Regions from separate parts of the Rattus norvegicus genome. Here region 2 is linked to region 1. A link is a contact called in public Hi-C data. All regions are on one chromosome and are shown on one strand. Each heading gives the region's core, a stretch centred on a gene start, on an enhancer-like site or on the middle of the called end of the contact. The rest is flanking DNA. Distances are from core to core; before and after follow the strand shown. Region 1 has its middle 160 kb from the start of Cpe. Region 2 overlaps Tll1 (tolloid-like 1).

Region 1 (4,600 bases), core at 883-3,382:
GAGCAGAAAGCAGAAAAAAAAAGATAAGGCCTATCTTCCTCCTCCTCCTCCCAGCTCCTCCTCCTCTTCCTCTCCTTCTTCCTCCTCTCCTTCCTCCTCCTCCTCTCCTTCCTCCTCCTCCTCCTCCTCTCCTTCCTCCTCCTCTCCTTCCTCCTCCTCTCCTTCCTCCTCCTCCTCTCCTTCCTCCTCCTCCTCTCCTTCCTCCTCCTCCTCTCCTTCCTCCTCCTCTCCTTCCTCCTCCTCCTCTCCTTCCTCCTCCTCCTCTCCTTCCTCCTCCTCCTCCCAACTCCTCCTCTCCTTCCTCCTCCTCCTCTCCTTCCTCCTCCTCCTCTCCTTCCTCCTCCTCCTCTCCTTCCTCCTCCTCTCCTTCCTCCTCCTCCTCTCCTTCCTCCTCCTCCTCTCCTTCCTCCTCCTCCTCCCAACTCCTCCTCTTCCTCCTCTCCTTCCTCCTCTTCCTCTCCTTCCTCCTCCTCTCCTTCCTCCTCCTCCTCTCCTTCCTCCTCCTCCTCTCCTTCCTCCTCCTCCTCTAATTCCTCCTCCTCCCAACTCCTCCTCCTCTCCTTCCTCCTCCTCCTCCCAGCTCCTCCTCCTCCTACTCTTCTTCCTCCTACTCTTCTTCCTCCTCCTCTCTTTCTTCCTCCTCCTCTTCCTCCTCTCATCTTTCTCTTGTCTCTCTTCCAGTTCTCTCTTCTTCCTCTTCCTCCTCCCCCTCCCTTCTTCCTTTTTCTCTTCCACCTCTTTCTCCGTGCTCAGTTCTTCTTTGATGAGGAAGCATGTTTTCTGATGCTACTTCTCTTAAATTCTAGGTTCTACTATGAGCTGCTGGGGCTTGTTCAATGATCTTCTCTGCTAAATAGATTTATGTCAACTTGACACAAGCTAAAGTCATTTGAGAGCGGGGAACCTCAATTTTTAAAAAATGCCTCTGTAAGATTTGGCTGCAGGAAAACCTGCAAGGCATTTTCTTAGAGATTGATTGAGAAAGGGCTCAGCCCATTGTAGGTGGTGTCATCCCACCATTGGTGGTCCTAGGTTTCACAGGAAGCAGACTGAAAAAGCCGTAGAGATCTAAGCCAGTAAACAGCACCTCTCCATGGTCTCTGCGTCAGCTTCCGTCTTCAGGTTCATGCCCTGTGTGAGTTCCAGCTTTACTTCCTTCAGTGATGAACACTGATATATAAATATAAGTCAAATATAGTCTTTCCAACCCCAAGTTGCTTTGGTCATGGTGTTTTATTATAGCAGTAGTAACCCTAACTAAGACACCCTCTTAATATTTGTGGACTTTGATCCTTGAACTGATGGCTCTGACTTCTGAGTCATAGTTGCTGGGTCTATAGAGAAGAGGAACTGTTCCTCTTCTATGATCATGGGAAACAATGTCCTAATAAATCTCCTCACATGCACATCTAGAAAGTGCCAGCTAACATACCCTGCTTTTGTTCAGTTCAAAGGTCAGAAATACTAGAGTCTCAGCTCACTGTAGTCAAGTAGTAGGAGTCACAGACTACTCAAAGGAAGGTCAGACTCTCAACTCCATATGACCGCAACTGGCTTCATGGAGACCTTTCACAGTCTATGGATTTAAATGTTGATATCATCCAGAAAGACTCTCACAGACACACCCAGAGTAATTATTGACCAAAAGTTTGAATATACCCAGTCACATTGACCACCGCATTAACCATAAAGGAAAAGTTAGATAGAGTCAACCACATTTAAATTAAGAACCCTTCATCCAAAAACAACACAGGCAGGATAAAAACAAGCCACAAACTACAAAAGGACAATTGTAACTTAAGTGATGGTGTTAGTCATCTTGGGTTGCTATGACAGAATGACAAAATGCCAGTGACCAGGAAAATGCCCAACATTCATTTCTCACAATTCTGAGCTCAAGACGCTGGCAGATTCTAGGTTTAGGAATCTCTCTCTCTCTCTCTCTCTCTCTCTCTCTCTCTCTCTCTCTCTCTCTCTCTCTCTCTCCCCTTCCCTCTGGTTAGTAGACAGTTGCTTCTTGTTATTTGGTTGAGAAAACAATCACTTCCCTCACTCTCTAAGGGTTTACATCTATCATTAGGAGTCCCACAGTCATGACCCTGCCTAATCAAATTACAGTGGGAGCTCCTGCTACCACTGTATGGGGTAAGAGTTACAACATATAAATTTTAGGAGAACATAAATATGCAGAGCATGACAGTGGCCAAGTGAGGATTAATATCCAACATATGTAAGCAACTCTCATGAATCAACCTCACTCTTAATCAAAGAAATGAAATTAAAACCAGAGGAAGGAGATAGTCTTTCCTACCACAAATTTGCTAAAATAATGCCATGGGCTGGTAAAAATAAGGAGCGGCAATAATGTAGTCTAGGGAGGAGAATAACTAGTGTCATTATTGTGGGAAATTACTCAGCAGTATACGTACTAGCAATGTGGAGTGAGCACTTAACTTCTGTCCTGAAATTCCACTTCTGGGAAGATGCCCAAAGATCCAAGACAGCACTTATCCCCGTGCAATGAGTCAAGCACAGAAACATTTTTATCAACAGTGTCCGTGTGTGTGTGTGTGTGTGTGTGTGTGTGTGTGTAAAATGAGGTAATGAATTACTGAAGAATGGGATGATGGTGATCATGATAATATTAAAAATGACAATACTAGCTAATACATAAATTGTTTACTGTTATCAAGCCCTATCTAGCTGTTATCTAAATGCAATTTAGTCCCAGACGAATCTGATCTAAGGAAAGAATGAGGAGTATGTGAAATATTTTCAGAACCAGCAGCTCTCATTTCTATGCCAATATATAGTGAACACGGGAAAGAGATTTCCAATAAGGAGTTAAATAGTGGCATATTATTGAGTAGGCTAATGTGATTCCAGTGACAGGGAAAATAGGAAGTAGCATAAACCTAACATGTGAAAGTAATTTTTCAAACCATATACATCAATCGTGAGATTATTGGCTTGAAATAAAAATGGGAATGAATGAAGATGGAAGATATAAAACACCAGGGAAGCCATCAAAACTCTCAAGAGTCACCCGGCTCCAGACTGGCTCGGACGCCACAAAGGAAATCCTAAGATCTCCTTAACGAGAAATAGGCCGTGTCCCTACACATGGCACTGAGTGGAGGAGGAAAAACTGAGAATCATTAAGTTGCCTTGGTCTATTGCCGACAGAATAAATTTAATGAAAATACAGTTTACATACTATCCCATCAGTACCCTGTGTGCATGGGCAATCGAAGAAACTAAGTAGATCAATGTTAGTGGAATTTAAATGATCAGTGATTTTTAAATCCCAGAGGAAAGATAAATGGTGGGGAAGCCAGGCCTCTGTGATCACTCATTAGAATGCCACTCACCAATCTGCATACGCCTTCCATTAGCCCTGAAGTCGGTGCCACAGCTCTGCAGGGATAAACACATACCTCTCTGGTGATCATGGTTTACAGAAATACGTTTCTCCATAATGTTCATAAATAGCCAAGATCTACATTAAAATAAATATGTCCCTTATGTTCTATTCACACGCTGGAATTGTACTTGGTAATGATTATAAAACTCCATTTAGCAGTTTACAGGAAACAAGTTGCTCACCTTCCTAAGGGCTGAGCTCTCTTCCACAGCAAGCTGGGTGGGAAAATGGTACCCAGGACTGCGCATACTTGTCAAGCAAGTTTGAAAAGAAATGGTGCTGGGGGGTTGGGGATTTAGCTCAGTGGTAGAGCGCTTGCCTAGCAAGCGCGAGGCCCTGGGTTCGGTCCCCAGCTCCGGAAAAAAAAAATAATAACAAAAAGACCAAGAAATGGTGCTGGACTGAGAAGACTATATTTTAATTCGTGTATGGGTCATAAGTATATGTGCAGGATATAGGTCATACAATTGGAAAGAAGTAAGAAAAAAAAAGAAAGCCCAAGGACTGTAGAAAGGGGGAGGAGCAAGGGGGAATAGAATGCATGTGACATGCAAATAGAATGGAAACTACTGGAGAGAGAAGATACACGAGGAAAGGAGAAAGCAACAGGGGAGGAAAGGAGAGACAAACATCACCCCCCACAAAAAAAGCAAAACAAAACAAAACAAAACATGTATGCCAGTGTGAAGGCACCACATAGTCTTTATGCAAGTTTTTAAATTTTTAAAAATTAATTACAAAAAGAAGCCAAAGATTTTCATAATAATTTTTAATAGCTGAAGGTGATTGTGTGTCTCTGTATGTATGTGTGTGTGTGTGTGTGTGTTTACACACACCCTAAAGAAGAAGACATCGAAGTCATGAACTGCAAGCATTTGTTGACCATAAATACAGCCACCAAATCCCAACCCGCTCAATAAGAGCCAGAAAGAAGGTAGTTCTGGAACAACTCTACTAAGCATCTGGAACTCATTTCCCCCCGTAAATTGTGTATGACAAAGCTGAAACAATGCAAGAAGGAATTGGATAGAGCTTTCTGTCCATAGATTTCATGCAAAAAGCGCAGCAGAGTGACATCCACCCATGAAGGCAGTCACAGCAGGACATCCCTCCAACCACATGTTCCTGTGTCACTGAGAGTCACCAAATAGATTCTACAGAATGCCACCTCTTGTC
Region 2 (4,600 bases), core at 1,339-3,838, 520 kb before region 1:
TGCTTTGTGGAGAAAGTTTTCATCATTTAAAAATTCTACTGCTCAGGTGTATTGTGATGTGATCTACTGCACGTTGCCAAATTAGCACAGATTCTGGCAGTACACAGAGTTTCTACACCTAACTTCCTGTTACCCTGGGAAGTATCGTGATATCTCTAGGTCGCATTTCATTGCATGGTTTAATTCAGCATCACTGAGGAGAAGCATGCATGGAGTTTGGAAGCCGGCTCCTGCCTACACAAAGCCTGGAACAGCGCAAAACACTTTCAGGGTGGATGCCTTTTTTTTTCTTTCCCTCAATGTGAGTGTGTCTTGGTTAGCATGAGATGAGTGATAACGAAAGAAGTTACTGGAATATGTCATTTCCACATCTACATTACAGGCAGCAGTTACATAGTTTGAAGGCCACGTTCCATGAGATCCAAACACTGGCTCAAGAACTGTGTTTACATTTCACGCAACATAAATAGAGAAAGATTGTTCAAGAAAAAAAAAATGAGAAAAGTAAAATTGTTATATCTAGATGTAGAGTTTAATTTTGTAAAAATAAAGAAATATACCTCATTTTTCAGACAGTCAGTGTTCGTGGACAATTAAGCAGAAAAAGCTCCTTTGCACAGTAACTCACATCAACATAAAAAGTTCAAAATAGATTGTCTAAGAGAAAGAGCCTTTCTTTGCTATGATTGACGGTAATTAGAATTATCCATTATATGGCCATGAAACCTTATCATGGTGCTATTTCAAACACAGTTCTAGGACAACTTGGCACGCAGAATTAAAGTTATCAACCATCTATAGCTCTTTACCTCCTAGCAGACACTCTCACTCAGAGTCTCGTATATACATACATTAATATTAAAAAACGCACAGCGCTATAGAGCAAAAGTTTGTCCTAAAATTATATCTCTACAACAAAAGCAGAATGGGGTGTACACATGTGTATGTATCTGTATGTTCAATGTCTCTGTTATGGAAATGGATTTTCTTCTTGGAGTTCCTGATTAACATACACTATGGTGGACAACATCTCAAGAGGCTTGTCTTTAAGCAGATTGGTTTGATTGTGTGCAGGAATTCTAAGGCATTGGAAGTAGTTGTTCCACAAGACAATCTTTGTCCTTGTCATGATACACTCTTGAAATATCTAAGAAGTCTTGAGTCTCCTTTGCCAGCTACACAGAGGGAGGCATTCATAGTACACAGGCATTTGGCTCAAAGGTCAGAGACTTATTGTTGCTGCTGTTTTAATGTTTATGGAATAGCACCATAGGAAATATGTCAGAAACAAATCATTTTCCACCCAATATTGTATTTTTGAAACTGAATTTCAAGAAGAGAACAAAAAATAAAAGAGATAGATTTAATTTCTCCCAAACTCTACTTTCACTCCATCTCATCATTTTTAAATATAGTAACAACATCAATAACAATATCCAAAATAATAACATATCAACACATTAACAATAAAAGAAAGACCATAGCAGCAGCAGTAGTAACTGGAATAAGAAACATCCAGGCAGTCATTTGGAAGATGGCTGCACACACCTCGTTGAAATTTTATCTTAAAGTTTATAAGACATAGTGAGTTTCTCGGATTTGGTGTGACTATTCAGCACTTCCCCAGAGAAAAATGAGTTTACTAATGAACTGGGTATTATCCAGTAATTAAATATGATATCTAGGGATTAACTGCATTGTAGACACTATACATAGTTCAAACTTCTCAAGATATAGATACAATGAAGTGGTCACGAAATCATTTGTGTGAACAGGTTAAGCTGGCCTGCACTTGAAAATAATGAAGATGAAATATTCCAGTTTCCAAACACACACACACACACACACACACACACACACACACACACACATACACACAAATGAACATACACAAACACACATCTACTTTTAAATGACGAATCACCTTCCAAAGACCACTATTCCACATTACCCTTCAAGAATTTGGTTTACACTGTCTGACCTACAAAGTCTAAGCAAACATGCTGAGACCCAAGAAGTGGGTTTCCAAACTATGATCTGTCCGATCATTTTTTATCCCCAGATCTTGAAAAAGTAGTCAAGAAATCACTCCAGAGATTCACAGCCCATGAAGTGAATTGTCCAAAGTGTGAGGCATCTATTTCAAGCTGTTAATCTTCCTTGAACAAGCATGACTTTCAAACATCCTTGCAATGCCAATCAGGTTTTCTGGAAAATTCTCTTTGACTTTGGAGATATCTTTAATCTTGCAGGTTTCTCTTGTTCAGATTCATTATATAAAACAATTGTACTAATATTGTCGATTTTAAAAATGTCTTCTTTCCATATGCACATTCCTTTCTGTTCTGAGGGAGGGTTGGCGTTAGTTCTCGGCATGCATGGTTTCTGGGTATCTTATACTTTTATATCTTATATAAAATCCTTTCTTGTTGATAGTGTCATCTGTGTGAAAATGAATTAAAGCCACATCTCCAATGGAATAGATTTCTTCTGGTGGCTGAAAGAAAAGGCAAATAAAGCAGAAATGAGAGAAGAATGGGCCATTGTTTCATGTCGTGTGCACGCTCTCATCATTCAACCCACCCAGCAACCTAGCAAGCACTATTGGTCTGCTCTCACAAAGCTGAGAAAGCATGAGATTTAGAGAGGAAGCTGGCATGCCGAAGAGCTCATATTTTAAAGACATTTTAATGTACCCCTAAATTCCAGAAATTTCAGTAAGATTTGGGTTTTTTAAAACTGTAATCCATCTTCTGTTCATTTTTATGTAAATAAAGGAGATTACAAAACAGTAAAGAGATATGCAGAGGTTATTGTGAACTAAGCCACTTGTGGAATCTAAGTCTTCATTTTCTTCCTCGTTTAATAGCCTAGAACAGTCCAAGAAGCTCTTTTGTTACAAGTGTTATTTTGGTAGAAGTTTGATATTATTATTATTATTATTATTATTATATTATTATTATTATTTAATTTATAGATAAGAGTTGAGACTCAGAGAGTCAGGGGGTCAAGCAAAATACACAGGAGAATAGTCTAAATTTGAATGCAGTGAGTGCTGGGGGAACTAGAGAAAACCAGAGTGTTTCCCATGTGGCCTCTCCCCTACCTATCTCTGTACTGTACCTCTGCATGCAGGTCAGTGGAGGAGCATTCTGCATTGCTGGAACTAAACTAGTGGCTGGCCCTGCCACTCTGACCAAAAGGATCTATCTATCATCTCTCTCTCTCTCTCTCTCTCTCTCTCTCTCTCTCTCTCTCTCTCTCCCCCCTCACTCCCTCCTCCCTCCTTCCCTCCCTCCATCCCTTTCTCTCTCCCCCTCTCTCTCCTCATTATATATGAATGTTCTACATGCATACCAGAAGAGGTCATCAGATCCCATTGCAGATGATTGTAAACCACCATGTGGTCGCTGGTAATTGAACTCAGAACCTCTGGAAGTGTATATAGTGTTCTTAACCTCTGAACCATCAAAAAATTGAATGTAAACTGGAGAGATATGGATTTTTTCTCTTATGCTTTAATTTCAGAGGGAACAATGTTGTCAAGGTTGTGTTCTTGTATATATTGGTTTTGGATTACTGATCATTTAGACAGTCACTGCGCAGTGAAAAGTTAGAATACGGAAAGTGACATAAGACCGGAACAACTAAGTCCATATACTCACACAAATTATAATGCAAACTCTTCAGAAGTGGACAGATAGGATGATAGGAAAGCCATGTTAATTTTATTGAGCCATCATTAAGAATACAGTATGACTTTATTTCAAAAATCCTTCCAGTTTGTAATATTATATAGAGTAACCACTGGCTGATAGGCTTCTCATTAGTTGATTATGGGACCCTGTTGGTAGCCTACTTACCCCTGAGCCACAGAATCTACCAAGACCCACAGCTTTGGAATTGAGACCATCAAAGACTTCAACATAGTCATAGCCACAGTCGGCTTCTTCTTCTACTTCGAAAGTCTGGAAGGACAATTCAAGCCGAGAGCCTTGTTCTGACACCAGCAACCATTCACAATCCAGTTGTCCTGGGTAATTATTATCACCAAACTGAGCATGAGAGTACAGATCTTTGGGCTTCCGCTCTGCTTTCAATCGACCTCCACATTCTGTTCAAGGGAAGAAAGGAATAAGGTTGGTGAGCTTGCACCATCCAGCTCTATTTCAGTGGAGTCTGCCCAACCTCTAACACTGTTTCCACATCCAGGATTAAGTGTGTGTTTGAGATAGAGATTCAGACAGTGTCATGTGTATATGCAGGAATACCACATACAGCCTGTCTGTCTTAGGAAACTAGCTTAAACATCTAACTATGAGACTACGAGCACTCAAGATCATGTCTCTGATCCTTATTTTCCCAAAGACAAAGTACATGTGCTAATGACACCAATCTTTGTGAGTTTTCAAATGTAATACACAAAAGTCACCCAGAAGAGTATCTGTCACATAATTTGCTCAATAGAACTATGGAAGATACATCTGATAATGTTTTTAGTTTCAAAAATCATTCTCTTCATAATGAAAATTTAGAATTCATATATATATATATTTGCTGTATAGAACTTTATATAATACTTGTACAACATTATTATACA

What was found. Hi-C and Micro-C count contacts between places; a contact is called where the count stands out from the background.
Region 2: a contact with region 1 is called in a Hi-C map of Schwann cells, with 3 times the contacts expected there. The contact joins two enhancer-like sites. A contact is called at or near these places in 11 of 12 Hi-C or Micro-C datasets (the A7r5 cell line, the Rat2 cell line, Schwann cells and 6 more).

What each region holds. Positions count from the first base shown.
Region 1 is chr16:29,953,718-29,958,317 of GRCr8, reverse strand. No RefSeq gene overlaps it. Among named protein-coding and RNA genes, the nearest start is that of Cpe, 160 kb to the right of the region's middle. Within about 2 kb of position 2,132, at least 6 of the 93 cell types and tissues checked have an H3K27ac peak or open chromatin away from gene starts, as enhancers often do. A contact at or near this core is called in Schwann cells, where this site is marked.
Region 2 is chr16:30,472,584-30,477,183 of GRCr8, reverse strand. Tll1 (tolloid-like 1) reads right to left here. Exons shown (of 21, transcript NM_001106081.2): 20 at 3,864-4,114; 21 at 1,298-2,497. The coding sequence ends at 2,363. Among named protein-coding and RNA genes, the nearest start is that of Tll1, 200 kb to the right of the region's middle. Within about 2 kb of position 2,588, at least 1 of the 93 cell types and tissues checked has an H3K27ac peak or open chromatin away from gene starts, as enhancers often do. A contact at or near this core is called in Schwann cells, where this site is marked.